4 separate regions of the Mus musculus genome follow, and regions 2, 3 and 4 are each linked to region 1. Evidence: chromatin contacts called from public HiChIP or PLAC-seq and promoter capture Hi-C data. All regions are on one chromosome and are shown on one strand. The core of a region is the stretch at or near the end of the contact, and the rest is flanking DNA. Distances in the headings are between cores, read along the strand shown.

Region 1 (2,700 bases), core at 50-2,549:
CTAGAGGCACGCACAAACAGGAAAATCTCCAGATTGGTAGCCCCCACCCCAACCCCAAGTCCTGAAATGTCAAAGTGACTGGGACAGATTAGAGAAAGATTCTGCCAATAAGCAGAAAAGTGACAGGTGAAGTTAACACTACAGTATAAAGTGACAAACTCGATACCATCATCTAGGCTTTACTGGCCGAGAGGATAAATCCTGAGCGCTTGGTGACATCTCAGTCAGCAGCCACATCGGAGGACTTCAGAGTCAGAATTTTTCACGTGGGGTCCTGATAGTGTGAGGGTTCCCGGAAGCCGGGTGAAGGGGCATGGGCAGAGGGGCCGAAGGGAACAAGGGATTCTCAGAGGTGGGGTTTCTCCCAGGGTATCCTCAGATTCCACCTCGCTGAAGAAATTACCCTTGACAAGCAAAGGATGGAGACTCTGGGGCCTTGGTTTGTGATTTTCACCATCAGATGTCTCTTGGGTGAGCATGCCCAGACTTCTCAGCAAAGATTGTAAGTCTTCGGAAGAGGAGAGGGCTGTGTGCAGGGCTCCACACACAAATGGGCAGGCTCTTCCATCATTCCCTCTGTTCCCTTTTCTCATCTCCAAATTAGTGCACAAAACCAAACCACTTGGAAAATTAACCAGTTGATCGACCGTTTATTAAAACGTTTGTGGAATCCCTTATCGAGGCTCAGAAGCCTTTGAAGTAATGGCGAATGCTGGGTGGAGATAAGATGTTAGTGGGTGGTAACTTTGATTTTCCTAATCAACTTCACGATTTCCTCTGGCCTCAATATTACATTTTATTTCCTGAACTCTAACTCCGCAGAGCTGCCACTTTCCCACACTCCTGATGTCCCCAAGCCCAGAGAGGTTCGTGCATCTTCTACAGCCCTCACTAGTGGCTCCTCGTGTATGTCTGCAAACTCTCAGGTCAGCCTTGCATTTAGGTCCCCCTCTTTCCCAAATTTCCCACGTCTCAGGTCTCCTTGCTTTAACAACCCCTTAAGGTGCTTCCCAAGTCGGCAGAGCCCAAGCGCATCACACCGGGCCATAAAGGGAAGATCACAAGTCCTCAAGAGGAGCGGTCTGTGCAGGAATGCACAGAGGAGACTGTCCCAGTGTCCTCAGAGGCCCCTTGCCCCTTATCCCTCTCCCCTTGCCCCGTATCCTGCGCAACCGCATTGGCCTCGGGATCCCTATTCCTGCTTCCAGTCCTGGGGAGAGGGTCTGGGGGTGTCGCAGCCTGAGCCCCGCCGCGCGCGCAGCCCCGCTCCTCCCCGCGCGCCCCACTTGTGGCCCCGCCGGCAGCTTCGCAGGGACAGCTGCATTTCTCGCCGCCCGCCGCTAGGAAGCCGGCCTCGCCTCGCTTTCTCCGCCTCCCGGCGCCCAGCCGCGCCGCCGCGCCACCAAGCCGGGCTGCCGCTGCCGCCGCGGGACCGCGCCCCTCCCCCGCCGCCCGACCCCAGCGGCCCCGCGGGAGCGGACGCGCGTGCGGTGCTCGGTAAGACCCCGATTCGCTCTCGCCGCCCCTAGCGCGAGCTCGCGGGCGCCGCGCTCCACCCCGGCCCGGTGGCCCCACCTTCCCCGGGAGCATCGCCGAGGCGCGGCCGCGAGGGCCGGGCCGTCGCGAGTTTGAGTCCTCGCGCGGTGGCCAAGGCTGCCCGGGAGCCCGCGGCAGGTCCCCGGCCGCCCTCCCTCCGCCGCTGCCCGCCTCGTTCCTGGTCCTGGGCACAGGGAGCGTGCGGAGGATCCCGGGGCCGCGATCCGAGGGGTGGTCGCCGGCCAGCCGGCGCCGCGAGGAAGGGACGCGAGGCCTTGGGGAGCCTGCTCAACCCGGGTCTCTCTGCTCCCCGGTTCCCCGCTTTGTGTGGACACCCTCCCGGCTTCGCCCGGGCTTGGGGGCGCAGCCTGAATGGCGATGGCGAGGCGGGGGCCTGGGTTGGGAGCTGAACTCCTTTTAGGGGGAGGGGAGAATCGTTTCCTGCTCCCGCCGTGGTCACCGGTCGGTTCAGCCTTTTCTGGTCCCACCCGGTCCCCTGGGAGCTGCGTCTCTCCGCGACCCGGCTGGAGAAAGTTCAGAATGCGCTGTCCCCGCCCCTGCTCCCCCGCCCCTCGAACTCTGAGTGCCTGGGGCGCTGAGCTCCAGGGGGCCGGGGCTTGCCTTTATTCCTTCAGCGCTCTTGGGTTTCTCTCTGAATGGTTGGTGGCTTGCCACCCCAGCATGGGCTTGTCCATTTTCTTTCCTTAATAAAAAGTTTCAGCTTCAAGAAATTCATACTGCTATTAAATTCCTGGAGAGGGTGTTTTAAGGAAGAGAGATTTTTAGATTTCCTTTATTTGTTTGTTTATTTACTTATTGTAAGAATAGAGGGTGGGGGTGGATAATTGGGAAGATAGTGATGAGATACCCTAGAGGTGACGTCGGATAGAAGACCATGTGCCTTGGTCACCACCTGGTCCTCAGTAGCCTGAAACCCAGGAAATACACCTTGCAACACCCTGAGCCACCTGGCCCAGGAGAAGGGGTTCTGGAGTTGCTCTGGCCCTCCCAGCCCTAAGGTTCTTTACAGACCTATGGAGTTAACTATGTATGCTGTTTGAAGGCAGTGTGTGATACTAGGAGTCTCCTTATCTTATAGATGTCATCTCATTATGAAGTTTGGCTCCTGCTGGATCGAATGTGAAGTGGGACCTCCGTTTAAAT
Region 2 (2,700 bases), core at 11-2,510, 620 kb after region 1:
GAGGGAGAGAGAGAGAGATGGGGGGGTGGGAGAAGGTGTGGAGGGGGGAGCAATGCAATTTTTTGATCAAGGACAAAAAGCAAAAGTAGTTTTCTGTTGTTATTCTGTTTTGTTTTTGCAATATTTTTGCACACGAGGGGGAAATTCAGCAACAGAGGTCGCGTAGAGGGCTCGGAAAGGATTTGCTATTTAAAAAAATAACCTTGCACAGGAGAAGTGGGGAGCCAATGGCGGGGTGGGGGGGCTCTTACACTGGGATAACAAAGAGCAATAAAGAAGCCAAGAAGGGGGGGACCCAGGCGTCCCCCCCTCCCTCCCTTACCTGGTGAGGTCTGCCAGCTCAGTCCACCGATAAACATTTTACTAGAGGGAGAAAACATAACCGAAGTGAGCACCGATGTCAGATCGGCCATTTTGACGTGTAACTTACAAAAGCTAAAAGGAAAGCTGGGGGGGAGCGGGCGAGCGCGAGCCTGGAGGTGGGCTGGGGGAGAAGGTGGCGGCCCCACGCCACCCCAAGGTGCGCGAGTGCCCCAAGGGTGCGCGCGGGGGCGCGGGGGGCGCGCGAATGCCCCGCTCCGCACCGTCGCCCGCACAGCCCCGAACGAGCCCGCGGCGGCGCGGTGGGCAGCGGCTGGAAACTTACCCGGGGTCGTGCTGGGAGTCGTTGGCGCTGCCCGAGGTGCCTGGGCTCCCATTTGCCTCCATAGCGGAGCCCCCCCGCCCCCCCACCCCCGACACACCGAGCCCCACAGCGAAGCGGAGCGCAGCGGCGGCCGGCTCCGAGCCCCAGATCTCCGTCCCTCCTCCCCCGCCTCCTCCCCCCGCCCGGCGGCTGCGAAGCTCCGCGAGCGCCGAGCCGGGCCAGCGGCGAGAGCCCGTCACACGTGGGCTCGGCTCAGCTCAGCCCCGCCGCCTCGCACACCCCCCGTCCCCGCCCCCCCGGCCCATCCCCACCTCTCCCCCTCCTCCTCCCCACCCCCATCTCCTCCTCCTCCTCCCCCTCCTCCCCGCGCACGTGGGGCGGAGTTCTAGAACGTCGTGTAACCAATGCGGTGACGTCACGCACCCCGTTCGGTCCCCCGCCTGTCCGCGCGCGCACACGCTCGGCCCCCCGCGGCAGCGGGACCCATCAGGGGCGGCGCGCGAGCCCCGCGACTCGAGTGGGGGGGTTGGCCACGCCAAGCAGGCGGGGAGACGGGAAGCGCACCCCGAGTCGGCTCAGATCACATGGGCTGGGTGTGGGGGAGGGGGAGGCGCGGGGAGCTCGGCCCGGGCTGTTCGCTGGGCCGGGAGGCGGCAGCGCCCCCGGGCCCCCCTAGTTCGGACTATTCATTCAAGTTCCTGGGGCCCTGCGCCCGATTCGGAGGTGGCACCCGCCGCCCTCCCTGCCTCTGTGCCCCCGTTTCCAGCCACCGCGCGGAAATTTAGGTCAAGGACGCCGGGAGCACACCCACACCCTGCGCTCCCAGGGCAGTCCTCGAGAACCCCGGGATCTGGGGGGCTTGCGGATGGAGGAGACCCTCCTGCACGAACACCAGCCACAAGTTTTATTTTCCCTTCGCGCGGCAAGTTCTCTGGCTCCCGCTCCACACTGGCACGTCCTGCACGGCTCCCCGCCCTTCCCCGCCAGAGGTACGGAGCCGTGCCCGCGAAGGTTATTTCGGAACTTTGAGAAACTGACGCGATAGATAACAGGGGGCGAGGAAGCAACCAGACAGGGCTTGCGCCTTACTCAGACCGCGATTTGAAAATATAATAAAGTGGGCTTGTAGGGGTCAAGGTCAAATGATTGGGGTTCAAAGCAAATGTTCATGGAGATTGAGTAGCAGTTTGGGAGTATCCCGAGGGTGGTTAAGATAGGTGCTTATTTCAGAAAATCCCTCGACCATTCATCCGTTATCTAATTTATTTATGTTTAAAGTTACTAGGGCTTCCTCTGTAAAGAGTGTAAGCGCCAGGAGTGAAATGGCTCTCTATCTCCCAAGACCTGCGGTAGGTCTTGGAGATAACAAAGCACCTTACCCCTAGTTTTTGGAACTAGGAGCCTCACAGATTCTGACACTTAGTAGGTGTTTGGTAAAAGTTCCCTTTCTCCCCTGGCAAAGTGTAAACTCCAAAGGATTGGTGACTGTAGCTTCCCGGGGGAATCGCACACTTCGTATTCCAGGCTGGCCAGATTCAGGCTGTATTCAATTTATGGAGTATTTAAAACAGTACGGATACAATTATCCTTATTGTTTTAAATTATTACAATAAACCAAGTTAATATGGCATGAGGGGCAACATAAAGTTGTGGTTCATCAAATCCCTGGGTTAATGTTAAGCATGCATTGATGCACAATTAACACTTTCCCATTAATTTTCATAGGATTAGGAGACAATGGAATTCACTCATCACCAAAACTATGCCGTGTCCATTGTGGGTTTGGAGACATTTGGAAAAATCTCAACACAGCCAAAGCTTTTGAGTGGTCAGACTGTCAATCTCTCTGTCCCCTAAACTGGGGTAGTGCCTCTCTGACAGCATGGATGGGCGGAGCATTTGTAGTGAACAATGTAACAATGTCAAAGTCCCTTTTTAAAATTGTGTACTTACATGGACTGTGTTTATTATAAATTGTGAATATGATTTTTAGAAGGCACTTCATAAGACTTCAGACCACAAACCCTGCTGTTTCCCAACACTCCAAACAAACT
Region 3 (2,759 bases), core at 124-2,623, 690 kb before region 1:
TCGAACTCAGAAATTCACCTGCCTCTGCCTCCCAAGTGCTGGGATTAAAGGCGTGCGCCACCACTGCCCGGTTGTGATTCCCACTTATCTGTAACCTAAAGAACTCTGAGAAAAGTCGGGGGCCAGGGCGGGGGGGGGGGGGAGGCAGTATTCCTGTGAATCACGAACGTCTTTCTAGAGCTTTCTCCTGGTCTAAGGGAATGTTCTATTGCTTTTCTCACTGAAATATCTCTAGTCCTTCTCTAATCCTTTATTTTTCAACTTCAATTCCCCCCCCCCGCCCCCCAGGATCTTTGACCAAGGAGAATTACATGGCTTGTGATTGTTTCCCAACCCAGTTTATCATGAAACCTCAAGATGAGAAGTCGGTTCTTTCATCTACAGATTGGACACCCTGGTCCAAGAGGAGCCTTCCTTAAACCATTAAGTGAGGCACTCCTCAAAGCATCCAGCGAGCACGGAGAAAGCAATCAGTAAACGTTGCTCCACACAGTTCCAAGCTCAAGAGAATTTCAGCGGTGTCAAAAGATCGGCTTGGCGGAGGCGGCGGAACGAAGACGGAGGCGGCGCCAAGCGGCCGCGGTGCATCAGCTGGCAGCTGGGAGTCGTTACCTTTGCTGAGCTCGGAGGGCTTCACCTCTAGGACGTCCTCCGCCGTCTGAAACCCCGCAGCCACCAGCTTCCCGCGCACCGCTGGAGACAGCGGATAACCCACCAACTCCCGCTGCATTTTTTTTTTTTTTTTTTTTTTTTTTGAGAGCTCGGCGGCTACGCACGCAGTGACGTAGAGCAAGAGGCGCGAAAGCGCTGGAAACCCAAACCCCGCCCTCCCGCGGGGGAGGGTCAGTGGCGTGACGTCACACGCGCGGCGTAAGGGGCGGGGCTCGCGCGGCCTAGACTCACGAGGCCTTGCTGCTGCTGAGGAAATCCCACACACTGGTTTCATGTAAGGTTGTCTTCTAGTTTCACTCGTCCGAGTCACGTTTCGGATATAGCCTGACAGTGAACACAAAAACAAAAAAAGAGGCCGGAGACGCGGAGACGGTAGCCAGGCCAAGTGAACCCTGTACAGCATATTTCCTCACCATGCTCTGCCCTCTTTCACGGGTTCCTCAAGAATCCATCCTCCTGGATGGAAGTTGTAGTAGACGCAGCAACCAGAAACTGACCAGTTGGCAGTTTCCTGCTGTGAAAAATTCAAAAAACCCTTGTAGGAGGTCTGTTGTGTGTCCCCTGACCCTTGCCAGGCGACCCCTTGCTTTTCCCGCCCTCGCGGGGGATTGTGGGCCAGCCTCCCACTTTGGGGGGCTGCGGTAGGGAGTGGTTGGCGCCCACGCGCGCGTCCACGCACTCGCCCGCTCACGCACGCACGCACAGCTTCCGGTGGGTGACCCCGGGACTCCGGAGCTCCCTCAGAGTGTGGCGGTTTCTGAGCATTCATGTCGGCAGGCCTGCCTAGAGTAAGAAGTAGCTGGAAAAGTAAGCTATCGTGTCCTTGTCGTCTCGTGGTCTAGCCTGGGCCTCTGGTGTCCCGAGGGAGGAGCTGGACCTCTTTAGTAGAGTTGACCGGGGATGTTGACGGAGCGGGAGTGACTGCTTCCACATCAGAACTTTTGGGGAGATTGGCAGTTTGGAAGGTGGCTTTAAAGGCCCAAGAAATACGGAAGATGATATAAAAAAAAAGTGTGTCGTGCCGGGCAGTGGTGGCAGCACGCCTTTAATCCCAGCAGTCGGGAGGCAGAGGCAGGCGGATTTCTGAGTTCGAGGACAGCATGGTCTACAGAGTGAGTTTCAGGACAGCCAGAGCTACAAAACAAAACCAAAAAAAGTGTGTCATACCTACCTCACATTTCAAAAAAAAAAAAAAATCTAGCATTTTTTTTGAAGACAGCATCTAAACTTTCTAAATTATGGGATATAGGAATACGCGACTCTCCCTGCTTTTGCACTACTTATTGACAACAACTTCTTCTTTCTTTTTTTCTTTTCTTTTTGGTTTTTCGATACAGGGTTTCTCTATGTAGCCCTGGCTGTCCTGAAACTCACTCTGTAGATCAGGCTGGCCTCGAACTCAGAAATCTGCCTGCCTCTGCCTCTTGAGTGCTGGGATCAAAGGTGTGCGACACCACACCGGGTTCTTTTCTTTTCTTTTTTTAACTTGTGGGTTTTCAAGACAACCTCTTTGTGTAGGTTTCTTTCGTGGCTCTCCCAAAACTGACTCTGTAGAGCAGGCTCTCCTCGAAGTCACAGAGATTCATCTGCCTCTGCCTCCTGAGTACTGGGATTAGAAAGGCCAGCGACCTCCCCACCCCCACCCCCTACCCCCAAAAAAAGCCGGGCAGTGGTGGTGCACGCCTTTAATCCCAGCCCTTGGGAGGCAGAGGCAGGTGGATTTCTGAGTTTGAGGTCAGCCAGGGCTACACAGAGAAACCCCGTCTGGAACCCCCCACCCCCAAAACAAAAGAAAGGTCAGTGCCACCAATGCTCAGCTAAAGCAACGACTCTTTATTATTACATTTCTTTTGTGTTTGTGTGTGACACACAGGCCACATTACTAGACTGGAGGTGAGAGAAATTGGTTCTCGGCTTCCCCCATGTGGTATTGGGGACAGATGGAATTGAGGCTGTCAGGCTTGGCAACCAGGCCCTTTACCTGCTGTACTACCTTTCCCCTCCCTGCCAGTGATTCTTAGCCTGGACTTTTATTCAGGAATTGAAGCTTTAAATACTCCAAATCAGTCATTCAAGTACTAAGGAAG
Region 4 (2,700 bases), core at 143-2,642, 520 kb after region 1:
AGGGTACTCAACCATCACCCAGTGTTATAGGGGTCTCAAATCAGAGCAGGTGGTCAGGGGAGACTTCTGAGAACCCACGCCTAGACCTTGATCTCAGAAAGAGGAAAAAAAAATACACTAAAGAGCAACCAACACACTAAAGAGCAACCAAGACAGGGGCCGGGGCCAGGGCCAGAGCTGGGGCCAGGATTGGGGGCGGGGGGGGGGGGGTGGTCATCACTGCAAACCGAAAGCATTCATCAGAGCCCTTTCTCCCACTGGAATGCTGGGATACTAAGACCGGTCGTTCTTTCAACAGGAAAGAAAAGCGTAGGCCAACTCTTGCTGGCTCGCTCTGCTCCTTCGGCACAGTTTACTGAAGCGTGTGAGGCTCTGCCTAACATTTAGGATATTTTGATTTAAAATGCAAACAGCAACACTGATAAAGATCGTGGCGCCAAAGCGGGCCCTCGAAGGAAAGGGCACACTAACTCCCCTCCTTCTAACCCTGGATCTCACAGCTACCTAAGCTGACGGCTTGAAATTAACTCATTCAGTTAATAATTCAAAGCCATGGGCTGGACAAGTTTTAACGCCTCAATGTTGGTTTATAATTAACCCAGACCGTGGTGTTCTTAGGTGTTTGATTTTTAATTAGTCTATTGATTAATCAGTCTGGTTAACAATTATTTATTTCTGGGGCCCTTTACTGTCTTCTATTCTTGTTAAGGGAGGGTGAGGGTTACCCTGGCTCCTTTCTCCTCTGAACCCCTCCAGATCACAGTCCCATCATTCTCTAGGGACACTGTAGATACAGTATTGAGACCAGAAAGGAAGCCTGCCCAGCCTGACACAAATGAAGGTACCCCCCCTTTTGTTCATCTGTTATCCTTGGTATCAGATTCTGCTCGCAGGAGCACATGAAATGAAGGAACTCACAGAATGGCACCCTACCCAGGCACAGGCTGGGCCCTCTCATCCCTTCCTTCCCAGTTCAGAGCTAATTGACATCTTGTGTGAGCATTGCATCATGTCCCTTTGCAAAGCCAGAAGCAACTGAGAAGGTGCTACACGCCCCTGCCCCCCCCCCATCTCTCGGGGGACTAACCCAAAACAAATTACTCAGTAATGGGAGGGCCCCTCTCTCTGGCAGAGGCCCACATGTCTGTCTGTTCAGCAGTTTCTTGCCTGCTCTATTTGTAGGGGTTGCAGGGGATCAGAGAGGTCACCACCTCTCTCAGGGTTACAGTGCTCTGTAGCACACAGCTGCTCAGAACCCACACTCCTCCCCGTGACAGAGGAGGAAGCACAGTTAACAACAAGGCTGGTGACTGATGCCCGTTGACGTTCTGGGGTGTCCTCCCTCGACGATCACAAAAAATTAACCCAAGACACCAGCACCAACACCAACAGTCCACCAGGGGATCGAAGCAGGTCCTACCTAGGACAAGTTTTCTCAGCATTCAGCACTATGTCACCAAATGACCAGGAGGCAGCCCAAGATGGAAATCCTTGGTAGAGATTTCCTTTGGAAAATTCCACTGTATATCCATGAAAGACCGATCTTAGAATTCTTATGGAAAAAAAAATTATCTTTACAGATCCCATGCAAGGGTGTCATGGATAACCAGGGGTCCTGGACCACAAAGCAACTCCTCTGGAAGATTCATGTATAGGACAACTCTGGGCTGCAGGAGCCCCTAGGACCTGGGTGAGCTGCTTTAACTTCTTCCTCTCTAAACTCAGCTAAAGACCCGGAACCCTACAGAACCCAGTGTGGATGCCCATCATTGGATGATTGCATCTGCTGCTGGCACCAATCACAGAGCTGCCCAGGCCTACAGGGTACCACACAGTTGGCGGAAGTGCAGGGACCCATGTGCCCAGGCCATGCCACAGACAACCGCAACTGCATCCTTCAATGAAGCTCCAGGTAAAAGCAACTGGGCGTGAGAGGGATGGCAATGTGTGTGCAAGGCTTCTCCCTGGTGCCTTTCAGGTTGGGATTTAGCATCTTCGGGCAGCTACCCACAGGTCCCTTTAACAAGCCTCGGGGGGGGGGGGGGGGACTGGGAGCCACACTGTTCCTAGCCTACAGGAATAGCCTCAGGGCAGCAGCAGGAAGGGCTGTTCCCGTTCAGGAAGCTGTGTCCTTTCTGAAGACCTAGAACCCTGGCCAGGATGGGAGCCTCAGAGTCCACTTGAAATACCCTGGGAAAACACCCCTCCCCAAACTACATCTGTACTCCTCCTCCATCCAACACAGCCTTCGAGTAATCCCCACCACCTGCCGGTTTCTCATTTTCTCTCTTGCAACAACTTAAAATTTAAAAGAAAAAAAAATTTAATCACAATTCAGGAAAACACACCCACGCATCTTGCTCACTAAGCGTGAAAGCCACCACTCCCTCGCTCAACTCAGCCCCTGCTCCACTTCAGAGAGTGGAGGAGAGAGAAATGTCATTTGACACCACAAACGCTGCCTCCTTCTCAACCTGGAGGCCCCACCTGCCGGCATGTTTGCAAGGCTAATTCCAATCTCACTATTTGAATACACTTGCAAGCTGGGAAAACAAGCCAATAGTTCAGAGGATCCAAGGCAAACTCCGTCTGACAGCCCTAGCCCCGACGGCTGCCAAGACTGATTGACTGGCTGGTTATATTTAGAGGTGGAGGAGGAGGGGACATCAAACAGTGTAGGGCCTCCCGAACTCAAGAATG

What was found. Promoter capture Hi-C pulls out the DNA fragments that hold promoters and counts their contacts. HiChIP or PLAC-seq counts read pairs in DNA pulled down with a chosen protein or histone mark.
Region 2: a contact with region 1 is called in an H3K4me3 HiChIP or PLAC-seq map of pro-B cells, with 3 times the contacts expected there. The contact joins the promoter of C030037D09Rik here to the promoter of Cuedc1 in region 1. A contact is called at or near these places in 16 of 39 promoter capture datasets (the 3T3-L1 cell line, 3T3-L1-derived adipocytes, the HPC-7 cell line and 12 more), 2 of 484 Hi-C or Micro-C datasets (both in embryonic stem cells), 11 of 115 datasets of contacts at active chromatin or transcription factors (astrocytes, differentiating embryonic stem cells, embryonic stem cells and 6 more) and 2 of 9 other capture datasets (embryonic stem cells and liver).
Region 3: a promoter capture Hi-C map of liver shows a contact between it and region 1, with 2.1 times the contacts expected there. The contact joins the promoter of Tex14 here to the promoter of Cuedc1 in region 1. A contact is called at or near these places in 1 of 39 promoter capture datasets (liver) and 1 of 115 datasets of contacts at active chromatin or transcription factors (pancreatic cancer cells).
Region 4: a contact with region 1 is called in an H3K27ac HiChIP or PLAC-seq map of regulatory T cell precursor, with 6 times the contacts expected there. The contact joins the promoter of 0610039H22Rik here to the promoter of Cuedc1 in region 1. A contact is called at or near these places in 2 of 39 promoter capture datasets (hippocampal neurons and liver) and 4 of 115 datasets of contacts at active chromatin or transcription factors (double positive thymocytes, pancreatic cancer cells, regulatory T cell precursor and 1 more).

The regions. Positions count from the first base shown.
Region 1 is chr11:88,097,847-88,100,546 of GRCm38.p6, forward strand. It overlaps Cuedc1 (CUE domain containing 1), which reads left to right and starts at 1,300. Exons shown (of 11, transcript NM_198013.3): 1 at 1,300-1,497. 2210416O15Rik (RIKEN cDNA 2210416O15 gene) reads left to right here and starts at 212. Exons shown (of 4, transcript NR_045499.1): 1 at 212-282; 2 at 369-471; 3 at 823-906; 4 at 1,016-2,261.
Region 2 is chr11:88,717,383-88,720,082 of GRCm38.p6, forward strand. It overlaps C030037D09Rik (RIKEN cDNA C030037D09 gene), which reads left to right and starts at 1,261. Exons shown (of 4, transcript NR_038058.1): 1 at 1,261-1,635. It overlaps Msi2 (musashi RNA-binding protein 2), which reads right to left and starts at 847. Exons shown (of 14, transcript NM_054043.3): 1 at 647-847; 2 at 323-363. The coding sequence starts at 708.
Region 3 is chr11:87,403,692-87,406,450 of GRCm38.p6, forward strand. It overlaps Tex14 (testis expressed gene 14), which reads left to right and starts at 1,374. Exons shown (of 31, transcript NM_031386.2): 1 at 1,374-1,479. It overlaps Rad51c (RAD51 paralog C), which reads right to left and starts at 815. Exons shown (of 9, transcript NM_053269.4): 1 at 613-815. The coding sequence starts at 730.
Region 4 is chr11:88,617,859-88,620,558 of GRCm38.p6, forward strand. 0610039H22Rik (RIKEN cDNA 0610039H22 gene) reads left to right here and starts at 1,393. Exons shown (of 3, transcript NR_131025.1): 1 at 1,393-1,912. All of the region lies in intron 5 of Msi2 (musashi RNA-binding protein 2), which reads right to left.